Linked DNA regions of Anser cygnoides: regions 1 and 3 are each linked to region 2. A link is a contact called in public Hi-C data. All regions are on one chromosome and are shown on one strand. The core of a region is the stretch at or near the end of the contact, and the rest is flanking DNA. Distances in the headings are between cores, read along the strand shown.

Region 1 (2,700 bases), core at 154-2,653, 210 kb after region 2:
TAAATCTTAATAATAAAAATCATCAGACCCTTGCTTTTCTATTTGGACACAATGCCCTAGAGAAAGCCGTACGCTGTATGCCTTCCCTATCGCTCCCATCCTTTCCTTCCCTCTCTCTGCTCCAAAAACCCAATGCAGCTTTGAAGACAAGATTATTGCGAGGATATCAGGGGGCACAGAGGCTTGCCGGTGTCGGTGATGTGAAGAACAGCTTTCTGAACCCGGAGCTGCAACGAGCGCACGCTCACGCAGCCAGGTGCTGTGGGGTCGGAGCCTGGCTCTGCAGGAGGAACGGGGACTCGGAGCTGCTCTTTCCAGCCCCATGCCTGCCACCCGCAGTGTGCACAGAGCTGAGATCAGCCCCTCCGAGTCACAGCGGGCTCTGGGTGCATCAGGACAGGGCAGGGACACCCCTTCCCTCTCTCCATCCTCCCCGCACTCTTCAAGGATGAGACACAGCAGGCAGAGAGGCTGGTTTTTTCCTTCTTCCCTTCCTTAAGGGAGTGGTTGATTAATCCTTTCTGAAAATTACTGCCTCTGAAGCATTCCCATTTGGTCATCCAAAAACAGAGACTCCCCAAATCACTATTTTCTTTTCAAATTACAGACCAGAAGCTTTTACAGCCACCTCAGTAGTTTGCATCTCTCCTAAGGCAGTAATGACTGAACATGTTAAACATAAGATGCCTGCTTCCTGGCCTCCATGAAATGGAGAAAAATTATTCACAAAACCAGCTACTCACACATTATCAGCAGCATATATTTTCTTATTTTTCCTTTCTTTCTATTTTTTTAACCAGAAAACATGGTCATTGGTTTGGGGAAAAAAAAAAAAAAACCTAAGATTTTTTAAGCAATGTTTTATTTCCAAACAAAGATTTTTCTCAGAAGTTTGTATGGGCAGAAAGATGTATTTCCCGGTCAATACCATGAGCTGCTCCAGCGGCCGAGGAGGCCCCTTGCAGGGGAGCACCAAATCACCTCGAGAGGCAGCACTGTGCCCCGTGGTTCTCGGCTCTCGCACGTGGTGTGAGCTTGGCCAGGAGCCATCAGGGCTGGGAAGGTCACATTTTGCACAAGAATTACCTTTGTACCGATGTGGTGATTTTATACGTATTTTGAAATTGGTTACTCATTTGAAAGGTGCATGTTTTTAATCTTTAAATTCAAATGCTTTTAGCTCCTTTTCCCTCAACACACTTTTCAAACAGAAAAACTTTGGGGCAGTGGCAAGTCTGGAAAGACAGAAAGCTGTCTAACCCGAGCTGACAAAAGGGAAAGCAAACGTCCCTGCTCAAACAAGTTCTCCCGTCTGCACTGACAGCTTGCCAGGCATGCGAGATAGCTCTTTTGATAATATTTAATATGGCTTCGATATAATGATGTCACATTATTTGCAATGACACTGGATCACTTCTGGAAAAAAAATTGCATGCTGTGCCTATCACTCGGAGCTGGAATGAATTACGGCTCCTGACAACGGCCATCTCGCCTTCCCGGCTGTGCTCTGCCAGGAGTTCCCCACAAGATTACTGGGGTATGAGACTGTAATGGTACAAGCAGTCAATAATTCAAGGGTTATTGATTGAAACCAGCCCTATTCTTTTTTAATTTATATGTTATCCAATTTTTTTCCACCTGTTTTATTTTTTTTCTTCTTCATCTGAGGGCTCCAGGGCTTTCTCTCCTGACAAAAGCACCTGCTGGACAGGACTGCCTCATATTCAACTTATTACTTTCTCCCATTCTTTAAATTGCCAAGGTAATTCACGCAGCACTTACAGGAGCAGTGGTGCCACGGGGAGGGCAGGATTTGGGAACGGCTGGTCCTGGCCCCACGCAGCACCGGGTCCAATGCCGGTACTCCGGGGAGGAGAGGGGCATCCCCAGTATGGCCTGAGAGCAATAAGGGATGCGAGGCACTGGCAGCACCATCCCATTCCCTCCACTCTCCACCAGAATTCAATTATCTCCTCCCCATCCGTTTCACCTTGAAGGCAATGAGCAAGCTCCCCGTAACAAGCAGTTTAGGCTCGCAATGTCCACAACAAGACAATTTTAACCTTCATTCTGCAAATCGCTCCTCATATGTTACATTTCATAAGATCTAAATGACCCATGGCTCTTCCCTTTATATTTTACTGTCTCCCAGACACGGCTCTCTCTTTTTTAACCCACAGTTTTGAATGCCATAGCGTTTCCTTGCCAAGGCAGGGGACTACGTTCCTCTCCAGCTCAGTGTTTCTGAATTTTTGTTTTGTCACACCGCTCTGTTCCTAATGAGCTGTTAATGATATGACCATTACCTATGCAAATTAGGAAAGCAGATTCAGAGGGTGTTTTTTACCTGGAGAGAGAGGCTGCTCCCTTAACACAGGAGATAATAAATCATGCTAGTGTTTTTGTTAAACTGCAACTCTTATGGGACCCAATTCGCTACAAATCTCTACTGCAAGCTGCAGCAGCACAATCAACACCTTCTGCAAAATGGCACTGGACACTTAGGCAGGGAAGAGCCAGCTCTACCTCTGTTTTAATTAGATGAACAAATAAAATGTGATGTCTAAATGCCCTCAGCAGCCATAGCCAGGCTGCTCGGCCGTGATCTCAGCAGGCGGTTAAAAGCCCCTTCCTCTCAAAGTGTGGCTTCAGACTTTGGCAAAGGCTGCTGTAGCTCCTGGACCACAAACCAGAAAGAAG
Region 2 (2,700 bases), core at 88-2,587:
CTTTTTTTTTTTTTTTTTGCTGGGGCTGGTATTATTTTCATTGAACAGATGCAATCACCTACATGATAAACACACAGAATTACAATACCAGGGAATTCAAGGAAGTATTCTCCCCCCCCAGGCTGTACTGGACATCAGCGAATTGAAGAGGAACAACTGGAAGGGAGGTCTATAGCTGCAAAATGACTACTGTATGGCCCAATTACAGAGCTTGTTTTTTATTGCAAAGTCACTTCAACTCAGTACATTCTCTCTAAATTATAATTTAAATAATAAACAAAAAGTAGAGGACTGGGGAAAAATCTCACTGAACTTCACACATCCCTCCAGGCTTTAATACTTGTGTCAGCCCCAGGCGTGTAAGGTCCATGCCACATGCACGGAGATAGTAGAATTTGCTTCCTCTCTTAAAAAGACAAATATTGTTAAATTACCTTGAAAGAACAATTTGCTGTAAAAGGCATTTATCCTTTGACTTTAACAGATATACTTTTGTGAGCTAGTTTTTTACTTAATGTCTAATCAGTGGGTGCTATTAATGTCCAGAGGCAGGAAAAAAGAACTCGATGCAATTATGCCGTGGGAGTCTTGTAATCATTTATAGGTCATCACCTCAAAACTCTCTCTCTAATGAATTGAATCATTACATCAGATGCACACTGAGAAATTTGGTTCACATTTTAAAGATTGCAGAGGATCATAATTTGAAAAAGTATTTTGCATTTCAGTTTTTCCACATACTCTTTATCAGGTTAAAGCTAGAAGACTGCGCTGGAAAGGCGGAGCAGCAAGATCCTGTCTGCTTTCAAAGCACACAAACGTCATGGACAAGGAGGCAAGTGCAAGTAAGCTTTACTTGTTGATGGCATAAGAAACGAAATAAAGTGGGAGAAATTTTGAAACCCTGACTGTCAATTTGTCAAATTAAGTGAAGGTGTGTGGGCATCTGACCAAGGACTCTGACCCGAGTGGAGCTGTAGCAGGGTGACCAGACCACGTGCCAGAGCCCTCTGCTGCCTCACGGCGTGTTTGTGCAGGGACAGGGCAGGGGACAGTCCAACTCCTAAGTTGGCTATAATGGAAAAATGCAAGGTTTTGGTAAAACACAAAATAGGGTTTGCATTTTTGGGCAGAAGAACCAGCGCCTCTTCAGCAGCCAGATGCCAGTGTAAACTTGAGGGACGCTACATTCAAATATTTCAACAGCAGCACAGGCAAAAATATTAAACATCACTAACTGCTTCTAGGGAGTAATTTTATCAAACCCATTCAAAACAAGGTTCTTGCACAAGGATCAGCTTGGTATGTTCTCATAAATGCAATATTCACTACAAATCATTAACAAAGCTATTAAGATTCGATTTCCATCTAAGCAACTATTGCAAGCTTTTTTTTTTTTTACATTTACTTTAAAAGACTCAATCCTATTTTCAATTCATTAAACTGTTCCTTGCATTTACTGAGTTTTACATCAGCTTGGAAGCCTATTTGAATTAATAAGAATTACAGTAGAAGTAATTTAGAAATAAATTATTTGAAGTTCAAACCACTGAAGCTTTTCATGCTGGAATGCTGCTACATTAAGCCTGCTGACTGATTGCTTTAGAAGTCCAGCATCTAGGTCCAGGCTGGCGTCAGGATCTGTCTCCAGGAAGTATTTATTCTCCCTCAGGCTTTGGGGTTAATGACAGGCACAGTGCACATAAGGACAAAGCTTCTTGTTCTGCAACAGCCAGCATCTCAACCTTCATGGATTTTTGTGTATTTATTCTGAACCAAAGGGCACCCTATCCGGCTGCTGTTTGCAAAGATTCCCTTGCTCTGCTGACCTAAATTTGTTTGCTTAACTAACAGCACCAGACAGTACAAGTTAACACTTCTGGTTATCTGCATTCACATCTGCTCCCAGTTACCACGACGTGGAAGCTATTTCTGAGAACAGCATCAATTACAAACTTCAAATGAAATAAAAAAAATGCAACGTGAAGTGAGAACTCTCTAGACCCATTTTAATTTCAACATTTCAGGAAGTTATTCCCTAATATTTATTGGCACTATACAAGTGTTCTGAGCATTAACTTTCATTGAAATACATACACTGAAAGTACCACAACATCATTGTAACAGGGAAAAGATCTGGGTGGGGAGAGGGAGGAAGAAGCTGAGTTTTGTGGATCCCACACAGAATCACAGTAGATGAGAGGGGAAAAAAAGGAAAGTTGCTATTGATAAAGAACTCTGAAAACATTTGCCAATTAGCAGTACTCCTGGGGGGCAGAGCATGAGCAGGGCAAATGGAAAAAAACCAACAGAATTATTCTTGCCATATTTTCATCTAATTAAATGTGAATGGAATATGAAAGCCCCCATGCATTGGTTTTGTATCAGACACGTTCCTGTTGAGAACTCCAAACCTAAGTAGAAATCAGTGCCCCATGCCAATAATGGACAGACTCAAAGATCTGACTTAACATTTCAAATAAGGTGCAGGATTGCTTGATTAGAACATAACTTGGTCCATATAATTCACCTTCCCTTTCGGGTCTATTAAAAAAGTTATGAAGAAAATAGTACATATTTGCAGGGTGTTCTAGGTGTTTGAATCTCTTAGGAAAGTTTTTTTTTCCTTGTTTTTCTTTGTTTTGTTTTTATTTTGTTTTCAAGTCCTATGCACACTTCAGAAAGAAATCCTTTTCCCTG
Region 3 (2,700 bases), core at 81-2,580, 150 kb after region 2:
TCTGTGGACAGACACCCTCACAAGTCAGGCCAGAGCTCTCACATCACAAAAACCGCTGGTTAATCACTGACCAGACACTTCCTTCTGAACAAGCGGCATCACTCCCCCAGGTTCCCCTTGCAGGTCTCACATTCCCGCTCAGGGCTGTGGAGCTGAGATCACAGCCTGGGACGGAGGGCTGCGGGGCACGTCCTCCCAGCTCCAGGCAGCTGGGGGCCCTGGGCTCCCCCGCTTCAGACTTCCCTGCAGAATACACCTGCCTGGACCGCACTGTTTATTCTGGTGAGCTTTACCTCGCCAGCCCCAATTTCTACTCTGCACTTAAAAACGCTAAGCGTAAAGCCATGAAGGGTTATAAATACCCAGAGTGCAGCCTAATTATAGCCGTGGGTTTCAGAGAATTTAGACAAACAGCATCCCAAGGGCTGGACTGCTCTGCTTGAGCACTTGGGCGGACACATCACAGGTGAAGCCCTCTTATTTCTCACATGCACGAATTTATCCTCAGGCCGAATGTTATTGCTGCTGTACTAAAACATGACGTCAATGTGAGGCAGGAAAAGCGCAAGCATACACATGGAAGGCAAAGAAAGAACAAGTAATTTGAAAAATTATGCTCATCGTGAGAGCTCTTCAAATAAAAGTATCTTGCAGAAGACAGGAAAATGTTTTGTGTGGGGAGGTGAGACGCGGTGCTTTTGCCTGAGGATGCTCAAGCCAGCAGGCCTGGGCTCTGTGCACATTTGGGTGCCTCCAGGCACCATGCCTTGGGCAGGGGTGCAGGATGCTGCTCAGTGCTCTGGCATGGGCTGCCCTCCCTCCTTTCACCACGTCCTTGTAGCCTGGAAGACCTTTGGCAGGGCCTTTCCCATCCTGCATTTATAAAGGCGGGCAGCAAGTCTGGGAGAACAAAGCCACCAGCTGACGCTGGGGAAGCAGCAGCTCTCCCCTCTCCTTTGCCACTGTCCTGCTGCAGCTGGGGCAAAGCTTTGTGCCCAAGTTTTCCCCCAGCACAATTTTATTTCCTGTCTTCTTCTGCGAAGTGTTTTGAGACCTACTTAAGTTAAGTGCCAAGTAGGAAATACTTCACTGATAACACAGGAACGTTTTGACCCAGCATCCGCCGACAAGAGAGGTGTCATATTCCTGTACTGCCGGGGTGCTCCCTGATCCAAATAAATCGGAAGCGGGCCATATTGAGTCTCACTGCAGCTTGGCTCATTGGTCTTGTCCATCTGCACAGCTCCAAAAGGAAAAGACGCCTTCTCAAGCTGCTGTACATCTTTGTGCAAAACCCTTCCTGATTTTTCAAGCTGCTTCCCTGTGCCTTCCCTCAGGGTCTCTCTACATACCACCCATGCCCAACAGCAGGGTGTTTAAGCAATGCAGCAGACCCCTAGCCCCAGTGCCTTACTGCTTTGTCCTCTCCCCAGGAAAATGGCATTTGCAGCCGTGCAGGGTGCCCCAGCTCCTGCAGAGGTGTCCTGAGCCTGGCTCTCTCCCTGCCTTGCTGCCCAGCACTGCTCTGCTCAGCCCTGCCGGTGCTCCCTCTGCTATTCTGCTCTGTGGCACGTAGTTTATTTTTCTGATGAAAGACAAAGCTCGATTTTATGTTTTTACACGAGTGTAGATGTTGGCTGACGGACTTTATCCATAGTAGTGAGGAAATTCAGACCCTCCGGCACTGGGTGAAATAACACAGTGCATGCAAACTCCATTTCATAATTGGAACCATTTGTTTGTGCAGCTCTGTGCAGGGGCACACGGGCACCAGGAATGTTTTCCTTCTCCCCAGGTTTGTTTCATGGAGCTCCAGAACCAGAGGCTGAAAGAATTTAGCAGAGTTCACGACCTCCGAAGCCAAGCAAACCCAGCGGTTCAGGAATTTGTGTGCACTGCATCGATCCACACCGTACAGGCCTTGCACCTTTCAACTCTTTGTTCAAAGAACAGTTTAATTCTCCATTTAGCTGAATCAGATCCCCTGGTCAGAGCAGCACTGTTTGGAGCAGCTCACTGATAACAAATCTGGGCATCAGATGCAGAACTGGGTGCTTTGGATCATGTTCATGCCCAACACTGTGTGCCCAATTTGTGGCCTGCCAAATTCTGAGAAATCTGAAAAAAAAATCAGCTGTATCTTACAGCAATGCCATTTCCCCACTCCTGGCTTCAGTTCTTAGAAGCCACCATTAACAATGAAATTTTTGTTATGAGAGTGAACCAAATGAGACCAGGATGCTTCAGGGGGTCCTCTGAAGCCGAAGTGGCGACCCTCAGCAGCGCCGACACACGGCTCCTCCAGGGTCCCCCAGCTCCCAAACCCAGGAGACACCCCCTGATTTCCTACAGTCAGGGCTCTCATCGCTGCAGCCTGGTGCTCTTCGCACCCCAGTCTCATCCAACGGGCAGCACAAGGTTATTTGCTGCCGCACAAGGCAACACACTTGCATGTTTCAAACCTGGCAGGCAGCTTCGGATCGTATGGTCTGACCTGCTGTAGTGGAGAGGCTACAGAACCGCGCTTGCTCTCTGCAATATGGAGCCCACACATACAAACACAAATATTTAGATAAACGATGGCTGTTTTCCAAGCACAGTATTTCTTCTCTAGCCACACCATCATTCCGAACACCGGGACACCGCTGCGCCGTGGCATTTTGGGGAGCAGGGCACAGCAGAGGGGGGGGGACGACAGCA

What was found. Hi-C and Micro-C count contacts between places; a contact is called where the count stands out from the background.
Region 1: a contact with region 2 is called in a Hi-C map of liver, with 2.3 times the contacts expected there. The contact joins two enhancer-like sites. A contact is called at or near these places in 2 of 7 Hi-C or Micro-C datasets (both in liver).
Region 3: a contact with region 2 is called in a Hi-C map of liver, with 2.1 times the contacts expected there. The contact joins two enhancer-like sites. A contact is called at or near these places in 2 of 7 Hi-C or Micro-C datasets (both in liver).

Annotation. Positions count from the first base shown.
Region 1 is chr21:2,796,393-2,799,092 of Taihu_goose_T2T_genome, forward strand. No RefSeq gene overlaps it. Among named protein-coding and RNA genes, the nearest start is that of CADM1, 92 kb to the left of the region's middle. Within about 2 kb of position 1,404, at least 2 of the 3 cell types and tissues checked have open chromatin away from gene starts, as enhancers often do. A contact at or near this core is called in liver, where this site is marked.
Region 2 is chr21:2,584,049-2,586,748 of Taihu_goose_T2T_genome, forward strand. The region is part of intron 1 of CADM1 (cell adhesion molecule 1); the gene reads right to left. Among named protein-coding and RNA genes, the nearest start is that of CADM1, 120 kb to the right of the region's middle. Within about 2 kb of position 1,338, at least 2 of the 3 cell types and tissues checked have open chromatin away from gene starts, as enhancers often do. A contact at or near this core is called in liver, where this site is marked.
Region 3 is chr21:2,731,866-2,734,565 of Taihu_goose_T2T_genome, forward strand. The region is part of intron 1 of LOC106039767 (a long non-coding RNA gene); the gene reads right to left. Among named protein-coding and RNA genes, the nearest start is that of CADM1, 27 kb to the left of the region's middle. Within about 2 kb of position 1,331, at least 2 of the 3 cell types and tissues checked have open chromatin away from gene starts, as enhancers often do. A contact at or near this core is called in liver, where this site is marked.